Regions from separate parts of the Mus musculus genome. Here region 2 is linked to region 1. A link is a contact called in public HiChIP or PLAC-seq data. All regions are on one chromosome and are shown on one strand. The core of a region is the stretch at or near the end of the contact, and the rest is flanking DNA. Distances in the headings are between cores, read along the strand shown.

Evidence for each region. HiChIP or PLAC-seq counts read pairs in DNA pulled down with a chosen protein or histone mark.
Region 2: an HNF4G HiChIP or PLAC-seq map of pancreatic cancer cells shows a contact between it and region 1. The contact joins the enhancer-like site here to the promoter of 1700011C11Rik in region 1. A contact is called at or near these places in 15 of 484 Hi-C or Micro-C datasets (adipose-derived mesenchymal stem cells, embryonic stem cells, gonadal supporting cells and 5 more) and 3 of 115 datasets of contacts at active chromatin or transcription factors (embryonic limb bud, embryonic stem cells and pancreatic cancer cells).

What each region holds. Positions count from the first base shown.
Region 1 is chr7:71,959,749-71,964,439 of GRCm38.p6, forward strand. It overlaps 1700011C11Rik (RIKEN cDNA 1700011C11 gene), which reads left to right and starts at 1,427. Exons shown (of 3, transcript NR_126462.1): 1 at 1,427-1,508. Gm36633 (predicted gene, 36633) reads right to left here and starts at 2,270. Exons shown (of 5, transcript NR_126483.1): 1 at 2,208-2,270.
Region 2 is chr7:72,145,510-72,150,378 of GRCm38.p6, forward strand. All of the region lies in intron 17 of Mctp2 (multiple C2 domains, transmembrane 2), which reads right to left. Among named protein-coding and RNA genes, the nearest start is that of Gm36696, 37 kb to the left of the region's middle. Within about 2 kb of position 1,537, at least 7 of the 459 cell types and tissues checked have an H3K27ac peak or open chromatin away from gene starts, as enhancers often do. A contact at or near this core is called in pancreatic cancer cells, where this site is marked.

The sequences.
Region 1 (4,691 bases), core at 177-2,676:
GGCTCCTCTTCTTGATAATGTAGGAGGAGCTTTGACACATTAGTTTCAACTCTGTGCTGAATCCCATTGGGCTGGGACTTCTTCATGGTAAGGCTCAGAAGCAGACTTATTCTCCATAGTTTCTAGACTTATTTGAGTTCAAGGAAGATTAAGGAGGAAAGGAGAAAGATGGAAGAGAATCAGAGATATAGCTGATATTGATAAAGCTCCTAAAATACTATGTACTGGGTATTCTACATGTGGTGTGTGTGTGTGTGTGTGTGTGTGTGTGTGTGTGTGTGTGTGTGTGTGTGTTGCATTTGTGTATGTGCAGGTTTGTGGGTATGAGGTCGCATGCATGCCTAATAGAGGATGTGAAGGTTAGAGAGCAATAACCAAAGTTGGCCCTTGCCTCTCTACCTGCTTTGAGAGAGGGTCTCTTTATTTCCAATGTGAGTGACAGGTATTCTACCTACATTACCTTTTTTAAATCAGCACAAAATTATTGTTATTATCCCCCTCTTTTCTGCCAGAAGAAAATGAGTCCTATATGCAACACTACTAGAGAATGTTGAGATTACAATTTATGTTCAAGTTCATAGAATGGCAAAGTCCATTTTATTTGGGACTCCACTGAGCTGCCCAATCAAACCAGAACCTCTGGGTGACATCAAATAGTGCTGTGTTCATGTGTGATGTCCTGGTAGTGCAGCAGACAGGATGGCAAGCCTGTCACTCTTAAATTTTCATCTCTATTCGGGAACAGTCTGGCTGGCTGCCTCATTCTTCTAATTCAAAGGATAAATTTCTCCCAAAGTGCACAAAACCCCACAGCACAGTTTCACCAACACACACACACACACACACACACACACACACACACACACACACACACACTTCCCCACTCTATGCTAGTCCAGTTAAATATACTATTGGCACTTTCTTAATAACTGTGGTCTCCAGAGAAAACCATGTGAAATGTATCAGTTTCTATCTACAACTGACAAAGGCAGGAGGAAAAAAGCCGTGGGAGGCTGTTATCCCAGCGGCCTGCCACCCGCCCTTTCCTGGCCAGCGTTCCTTTCCTGGATAGTTCCGGCTTAAGAAATGTTATTCACTCTGCTCCTCCCTCTCCCCCACCACCACGCCCCCATCTCAGCTTGATACTTGAAGCCTCAAAGTCTAGAGGAAGAAGGAAGAGAAGAGGGAGGGATAGGGGATAGGAGGGCATCACTGATAAGAACAAAGACCCGTTGAACTCCGGAAGCTTGTGGAGCATGCTGGCCAGAGGCACAGGCTTCCAGCAACATGAAAAGATGAGTTAGGAGGAGGAGGATTCCGGGAACTTCCTCTCCTTGTGGCGTGGCCAGGTCATAATGGTGCTGTGATTACACTGCCAAGGCTCATTAAAACAATAAACAAACCACAAAGGCAGTTACTAAGAGCCCTCCTCTCCTACTTACTTGCTGAAAGGGAAGAGGAGTGGAGCCCTGTTTGCTGCCATTTACCAGACCAGCTCCTGTAATCTGGTAATACTGAGAATGATTTAAAAATTAAAAAAAAGGGGGGGGGGAGCAGAAAGCCCGTACATTCTGCTGTATTTTGCAGGATGATTGGGAAGGAAGGAGGGAAGGCAGCTAAGTATTCAAGGAAAAGTATTGTAGGTGGATCTTTCTGGATAATGAGAAGATCTTGAGTTGAACATAAAGTCTACACTCAGAGTACAATTTTCTTTGGGCTCTATAAAAAAGCCCTAAGGTATGCTACCATGAATGAATGACTGGCAACAGTTTCCAAATGTGTTCCTGGGTGGTACATGCATCTGAATTAGTGAAGGAGGGGAGATGGAGAGCTGAAGACAACCAATTGGCATGTCAACATTTCCCATTTCTCTGGCACCTTTCTTCATCATCTCAAATCTCAAACAGCTTTGTTTTAAGACAGAACCAAATAACTCTATAATTTCAACAATGAAACCTAGGGGGATTTGAACCTAAACAGTCTATTTCTCAAATATAGTCTGACTAAGCTATAGGTCAGTCCACCTTCCTTTTCAAGTATCATGTAAATATATCACAAAAACAAGAACAAACAACAAGACCTTCAAACTGGAAATCCCCAGTTGTTCCTAATTCAGAATCAGCCCACATCCAAAGGTTCGAACTTGTGCTTAATGACACACCCGCCATGAAGTTCTGGCCCCCTCATCTTTCTGGTCTTTGCCCTACCTGTCTCAAACGTTAACCATCATGTACCCAGTGGTCTTCTCATTATGCTCTGAACAAGAGTGTGGAGAGGAACAAAAGGGCACCTTCACCTCAAGCCCTCTTGTAAGTGATGTTTCAGTTCAAGACTTATGAAAGCATATTTGAGGATAAGAGGCTTTGTTCGAGAATGATCCCTGTTTTAACACTTATTAGCAAGAAAATATCAACGAATATAAATATCGAAGGAAGAAAGAATGAAAGAAAGAGAGGAAGGAAGGAAGGAAGGAGGAAGGAAGGGAGGAAGGAAAGAAAGAAGGAAGGAAAGAAGGAAGGAAGGAAGGAAAGGAAGGAAGGAAGGAAGGAAGGAAGGAAGGAAGGAAGGAAGGAAGGAAGGAAGGAAGGATCTTAGGCAGAAAGAAAGCTGGATGAAGTAAAACTGGTAAGAAAACTGTCATTAACTTCTTGCAAGAGTTAAGGAAGATGAAATCTAAAGGAGTCAGCAGACCAGGTAATGTAAAATGAAAGTAAAAAATGTGGCCATCGAAATTATGACCTCTAGTTGTCAAAATCTTTTAGTCCCACAAAGGCCTGGGTCACTTGAGTTGACAGCAATCTTCTTCTGTCTGGACTCTTTCCTATCCTATACCTGTACCCGTGGAAGAGATTTCTCACATACAGCTTTTCTGTGTGATGGCTTTAGTACAGGAATAGAAATTTCTGATGCCAACCTATGTGCGGCTGAAGAGGACTCCACGCACTCCGTAGATGCTGCTTCCTACAATATCTCTGTAAATTGTTTGTTGGCTGTTGTTGTCTTCACGTCACAGACTGAGACACTGAGATACAAATAGACAAAGGAAGTGTTGAATGGTCAGACAACTATTTAAGCATAGCATAGCAATGGGGTCCAGAGACAGTAAGAGAGGCTCTGGGACTCTCTGCTTGTAATAATTACATGGTGCCCCATCTCTTCTTATATCTTATCACAGTGAGAGTGAATGAGTCCTTATTTTTTTTTATATATATCAGCAGTTCCACTGTCTAACCCTGGCCCTAGTTCATTGCAATAGAAAGGAAATTCAGCTTACTGTCAACACATTGGTTTCAAAGTCCGCTTAGTCACTGTGGAGCAGCGCAACATTCAGTAAGTCATTTAATATTTCAAAACCTCTGTTTCCCAGCCAAAAAAATTGACAAAATTCTGAAAAGATTATGGCAATAATGCATCCCAAATGCCAAGCATCCAATGTGTGGTCGGTACTTAACTAACATGCTTTATTAATGCAGAGTGAAAACTGTAGGTAGCAGACATCAGATTTTATTGTGTATATACATATTGTCTTGATGCCTTGCAACTGAAGATCAGAAAGAAATCCAGATGCTTCCTTAGTTGTGGTCTGAATAAGCAAACACATAAATAATGCCTATGTAATATAAATAACTCGTTCCAAAAGAGCATGGAAAAAAAAGCCTATTTGGCTCTGCGTGTACCTAAAAACCTTCTAAGTAGAATAGCACATGTCCTTTGATGTTGTGGTGACATTTAAAGTCTCCTTTAATATAACAAGTGATCTCTACATCCCTGAGGCTGCCCTAGTTCAAGGCCAGGGTGCAGTGTGAGGCTGACTGGAAGGTACACAGCACCACCTACTGAACTGGGATTTCCCACGTTTCAGATAAAGGTCGAACATGAGCTGTGTCAAGGCCGAGCCAAGACATTCATGTCCAAGTTTAAACAGATCTTAAGTGAAAGGGACAGGATCTTGAGCAAGACAATATCTCCAGGAAGGGAAGGGTTCCTTTTGCTTACAGTGCCTCTTTCTCTGTCACATATGAGCCATTGTTGGCATGTCCCACCGGAGGCAGGCAGCCCAGTGGCTCTTGTAGTAGTATCTTTGGTTAGGCACAGAACTGCAATTTCCTAGGGCTTGTTCTCCACGTAATTCAGCTGCATCTCACAGAGAAGGAACTTTCCTACAAACGCTGGTAGAGGACACAGGGTTCTTTGAAGTGTGTGGGCATTTGATCCACAAAACAGGTATCAGGATGCCCCAAAAGAGGGGATCAGTCATCAGAGTCTTCGCTTGTCTTCTCAACAAGCCACAAGCAAATGCTTTTGACCTATGGCTGAGTTTACCTATTTTCCTCTCTAGTAGCTGGGTGTCAGTTGAGGGGAAGGGTAGAAGAATACAATGTCTGCCTTGCAGTACTTGGCACTACTGATAGTTAAAATGTGAACTAGGTCATGGTGTACAGTGCAAGTATTGTGACCATTTGGGAGGTGAATATAATAATGTATTGGCCAAGCGGCTTGTAAGTGGAAGGTGGATTCTTCAGTGCCCAGGCCTGCTAATACCATATGAATCCCCTTCCTTGACCACCCTGACATCTTCCCTTTAACAAACCTGCCTCCACCATCCATCTCTTAAAACTCTGCTGTTGATGTTGTATGAGGCTGAGGACCCCAGAGAGCACAGCTTTAAAGCAGGGAAAAGCCCTGACTTG
Region 2 (4,869 bases), core at 287-2,786, 190 kb after region 1:
GAGGGGGGGGAAGGGTCTCTGTATTGGGACTGCAGGGGAGAGAGGAAGGTGCTTGAGAAGCGGAGGAAGGGATGTCAGAGCCCATCAGCTTTATATCAAGAAACCTTCCTCTTCCGAGTGAACTACATCATTTCTTCAAAGAGTTTTATTCTCCCCCCCCCCAACATGCACACACCCACTTCAAAACAGAATTCTGCGCTGCATTTTCTGAGCAATAGAAGAGCTCCAACTTTGGAAGTTGAAAGCAAGGGCAGAAAAGCCATCACAAGTGTTTTAGTAATTAAACGAATATGCATAATGAACCATATGCCCAAAGGGCCTGTTCTTCATGTGGGCCAGATTTTTGTTTGAATTTTTAATTTTTATATACAGATGAAACATTCAGCGCAATCTACCAACGGTGTGAGATAACACGCAGAAAGAAAAAAAAAATGTGTGAGAAGAAGTCCTCGGTGTAGAAGCAGGGGCCAGGGATCCTCGAGAAGCACCCCCTCTGCAGATTCTCATTCAAATGTGTTTTTCTCCCTCCAGCGATTGTTCTCATCGTCTGCTTAGCGTCTTGAAGACACACATATAACGCACACACTGACAGCTTTATATGGGACAAGTAAAATACCGTGTTGTCGGCTAAGAAGTGTGAAAAATCCCAAGGGACAAACAAGGATTTCTTTTTAAAAAAATGTTCCTCCACACCCATCACTCAGGACCATCGTGAATCATGGGGAATCCTCCCAGGTCTCTTTCACACACCACATAAACATTATACTGTGGGCTCCAGGCCACATACGCAATCTGTATTCACGGTTAGGATGGATCTAAGATGGATCCGTACCTCTCAGTGATGCAATGGTGTCTAGTGGGGAGAGAACATCCAGAGAGGGGTGCATACCTGCCCTCCCCACTCCTATAGCCATGCTAATTACAAATGTAACAGATGCGATGTACTCTGCCAAACACACAGATAACCAGGATTCCCTACAACACCATGTGAATGAGTTTGTCAAGCCTTCATTTTAGGTTTGTTTGTTTGTTTGTTTGTTTTTGTATCATTCTGGAAAGAGCATATTGTTTCATGGGCTCCTATATAAAACTTAGTAAATGCACTCCAAAGCTGGGAAGGGGGGCTTTGTAGAAATGTGCTTATATGTTATTGAAGTTTGCAATGAAAGCCTATCAAGCCCTCTTTGTAGATAGGTCTTGTAAACATTTTAGAACATGTGTTTCTGTGTGTGTCCCTGTGTGTGCATGTGTGCATGTGCAAAAGAGTATAAGTATTATGAGAGTGCATTTCTATGCATGTGTGTATTTGAGGATGTGAGTGTGTCTGTGTATAGGTATGAGTGTGTGTGTGTGTGTGTGTGTGTGTGTGTGTGTGTGTGTGTGTTGGTAAAGGAGGAAATTCAGAGATGGTAAAACTCACATGTTTAACTCACCTACTGATCTAACCCTAATATATAAAATGCCACACAGCATCCCAGCACTGAGATGAGATGATGAAAGCCTTGGGCCAAAAATCAATGCAGACCTTTGGACTCTTTTTTTGTGCCCCATGGGACACAGTGGTGCTGTCCTTACAGGGTGCACTCCAGGGTATTTAAAGAGCAAGTGGGAACTGTGTTGAAATTATCATCTCTGGTTACTTTCAACCCTCATTAGGGATGTGTGCCTTCCAGACTAGTGAGGATACTTGATCTAGTGGTCTAGGTGGGAAGACAGAATACATTTCAACTGTAGCAGAAGACAAAAAAACTGCCAAGTTGAGTCACCTCTCCTGACTGCTTAAATCCTTTAAGGAAGTGTGTGAGCAATTAGAGAGGGAGTGTAATCTTTACGGAGTGCATTAACACTCCCCGACCTCCCAGACAATAGATCAGACCACAGACACATAATGCTTCCCTAAGGCTTTTTAGCCAGTGTATTTGATCTCTTAGTCATTCGGGGGCCCTGATACTATAGGTAGCATCCACCTCCAAGGCATTCTTTATGGGCACCTGTGTCTACTGCAGAGGCTGGACTTCAATCAAGCAGAAAGCTGGATTGCCACCACAATCTGTAGCAAAATCTGCACCCCATCTTTTCCTAAGCTAGGAAGCTGGGTCTGTAAAGTAAGTGAGTTACATTAAGATATGCATAGGTCATTTGATGGTCATGGGACAGAGATGGGGGTATCCCCCACAAAACATGCCAGGCCTTTGCTCTTAAAATTAACTTCAAAATAGATCTCTTGAAGAAATCCACATGTGAGTGTTGAACAGTTATATGCAAAAGAAAGAGGGGGATCAAATACAGTCCTTACACTGCAGGCTTTTAAATCTCCTTCTGTCCTGCAGGCTTCTCTGCAGGACAACTGGCCAAGCAGTAACCTATTTCCGGATGAACACATCCTCTCTGACTGTTAATCTCACATAAACATTTTCGAGAACTGCTTACCACGATATATTTTTAATGGATTAGATTCTGGTCAGCCGCTAACAGAGCCGAGAACTGAATATTCTTCATATGAAGGCTGCAAAATAGGTTTTCAGGGGGTCAGACTTGCCTTCTACTGGTCTCCCTCATGAGTTATTGAAAGAGCAATTGAAGCAAAATATAAGAAGTCCAGTTTTTCTCTTCTCTCTTCTCTCTTTCTCCCTCCCTCCCTCCCTCCTTCTTCCCTCCCTCTCTCCCTCTCCTTTTCTCCCTGTTTTCTATTACAAGATGGTCTGGATCTAAGGGAACAGTAGACAGACCTTATTGGAATTTGAACTTTATCATATGGCTTAGCAGACAGTTCACTAGAAAGACTATGACAGAAATTCAGACAATTTCCCCAGGACCGTCACAGTTGTCCACCGATGACACTCAACTTCTAAAGCCTCAAGCACTTAAACCAAAATAATTACATTTCCTTAGAATCACGGCAGTTCCCTTAGAAAATGTGCACTGCAAGGCTTTTTTTAAAAAATGAGGCTAAAAGAAAATAGGAGAACCGGAATTAGCTGTGTGTTTAAGCGAATCACTTTAGAGTCAGTGTGTTCAAGCTGAAACCTAAAAAAATTGCAAATGAATACATGTCCTTACAAAAATTGCAATTTAAGAACTTTTGAACCTTAAGTAGCATTAGAGAAAGAAATCTCAACTCTTTAAGTCATTAACTTTGCCTTTAAAGTTCCTAATGTACAAAAAGAAACAATGAAATGAACAAAAATGTTATTATATCTGCTATGCATTTTCTAATTGAGGACAATTGTTTAATGCTGTATTTTTAGCTTTGGATAAGATCTTTTTAAAAAATCCATGATTCTGAGCACATTAAACCTAACCTTAAGTCGCCAAGAAAGAAAAGGCCTTTTGCTGCCACTGGGTATAATATTATAATTTGAATGTGTGTGTCTTTGTATATATATATACACACAGTTACAGACCCAGAAAAATTTCCAAGCAACCAATAGTCTGTAACTTTACTTACAAGTTATGTAAAAATAAAACACAATACCAATGTGGGAGGTATCTAATTGACACAGGAGATCTGGTCTAACCTGACAATAATCTAGATTTTATCCCTTCTTCATGGAGATAAACAGGCTATATAATGTGAGAGAAAATGATTACAAAAACGGAGCAGAAAATTACACAACATGGAAATTAAATTTTTTAAATGGATGTAATAATTTCTGTTTACAGATTATTGTATCAAATTAAAAATAAATTGCTGGAATTAAAATCCCCACGTAGTCAACAGAAAAGTACCTTGGGAGTTTCCTCATTTGTAGGTTTGTGTCGCCACCTGCAGGACTCTAGGCAATACAGACAAGCATCAAGCTATTGGTTCATTCTTTATTTTATTTTATTTTATTTCATTTCCCATTTCCTCCAACCTGTCTCTTTCTGTGTTTATGTGGAGGGGGGTTGTAGTTAAATGGCCATAAATAAACAGAGTTCTTTGGTAGCACATACATTTTTGAAAATGTTTTTAAAACCACAATAAAACGCAAAGTTAAACATCCTAGCGAAGACTTGGTGACCGAGAGCTTCAGCAGCTACTTTTTTTTTTCTCTTATTTTTTTTATTACGTATTTTCCTCAATTACATTTCCAATGCTATCCCAAAAGTCTCCCACACCAACAGAACATACACTTTATCCTCCCAGCTTGCAAAATAGAATAGGGGGTGGTGCACAGCATATAGACTTTTCCTTACAAAGAGAGACTATATTCGCTTCCCAGAAAAACAGCTCTTGTTTGGGGATAGTTTACAAAATATTTTTGAGTACTGTGCCTAGATCCATCCAGGGCAATATTGCTATTAACGAACACAGATTTAGTGTTCTGCTGCTTTCAAAATAGAAAACATTTTAAAATATTTTTCAAAAATCACTATTGTAGATCAATGAAAGAAGAGCAGGTTTTTTAAGGCCAATCCCTTTGAAACACAAGGATCCAGGCTATTGTATTGATTGCCATCATCCTCGCCATCTTCATCACTACACTCACATCATGGTAGAGATCCACTTGCCTTACTCACCAGGGGCTCAGCCAGATGCACATAAGCCACGGTTCAGATTTATGTTCCTAGGAGCTTTGTCTTTCAGAGGAGCAACTCCACTGACTGACAAACTTGTTACCAATAGGATGTTTGCGGGGGAAATGTTATGCTGTCAAAAACTGCGGAATCTGCGGCCGCTGTGTAGATGCAATTCATCCCCAGGAACGAAAACCATAATAGCAAAGCGAAGGCCAATAAAAGTCACACTTTGTAAAAATGGTGTAGGGCTGAAGTTTCAGGGGTTGGGGAGTAAACAGCAATGCTGTCTCTGGAACGTCTAAGGGAGGCCTCGTTGTGACCCCTCTGTGCAACACAAGCATCCCTCCAGCTTTCCTGTTCTGCAGC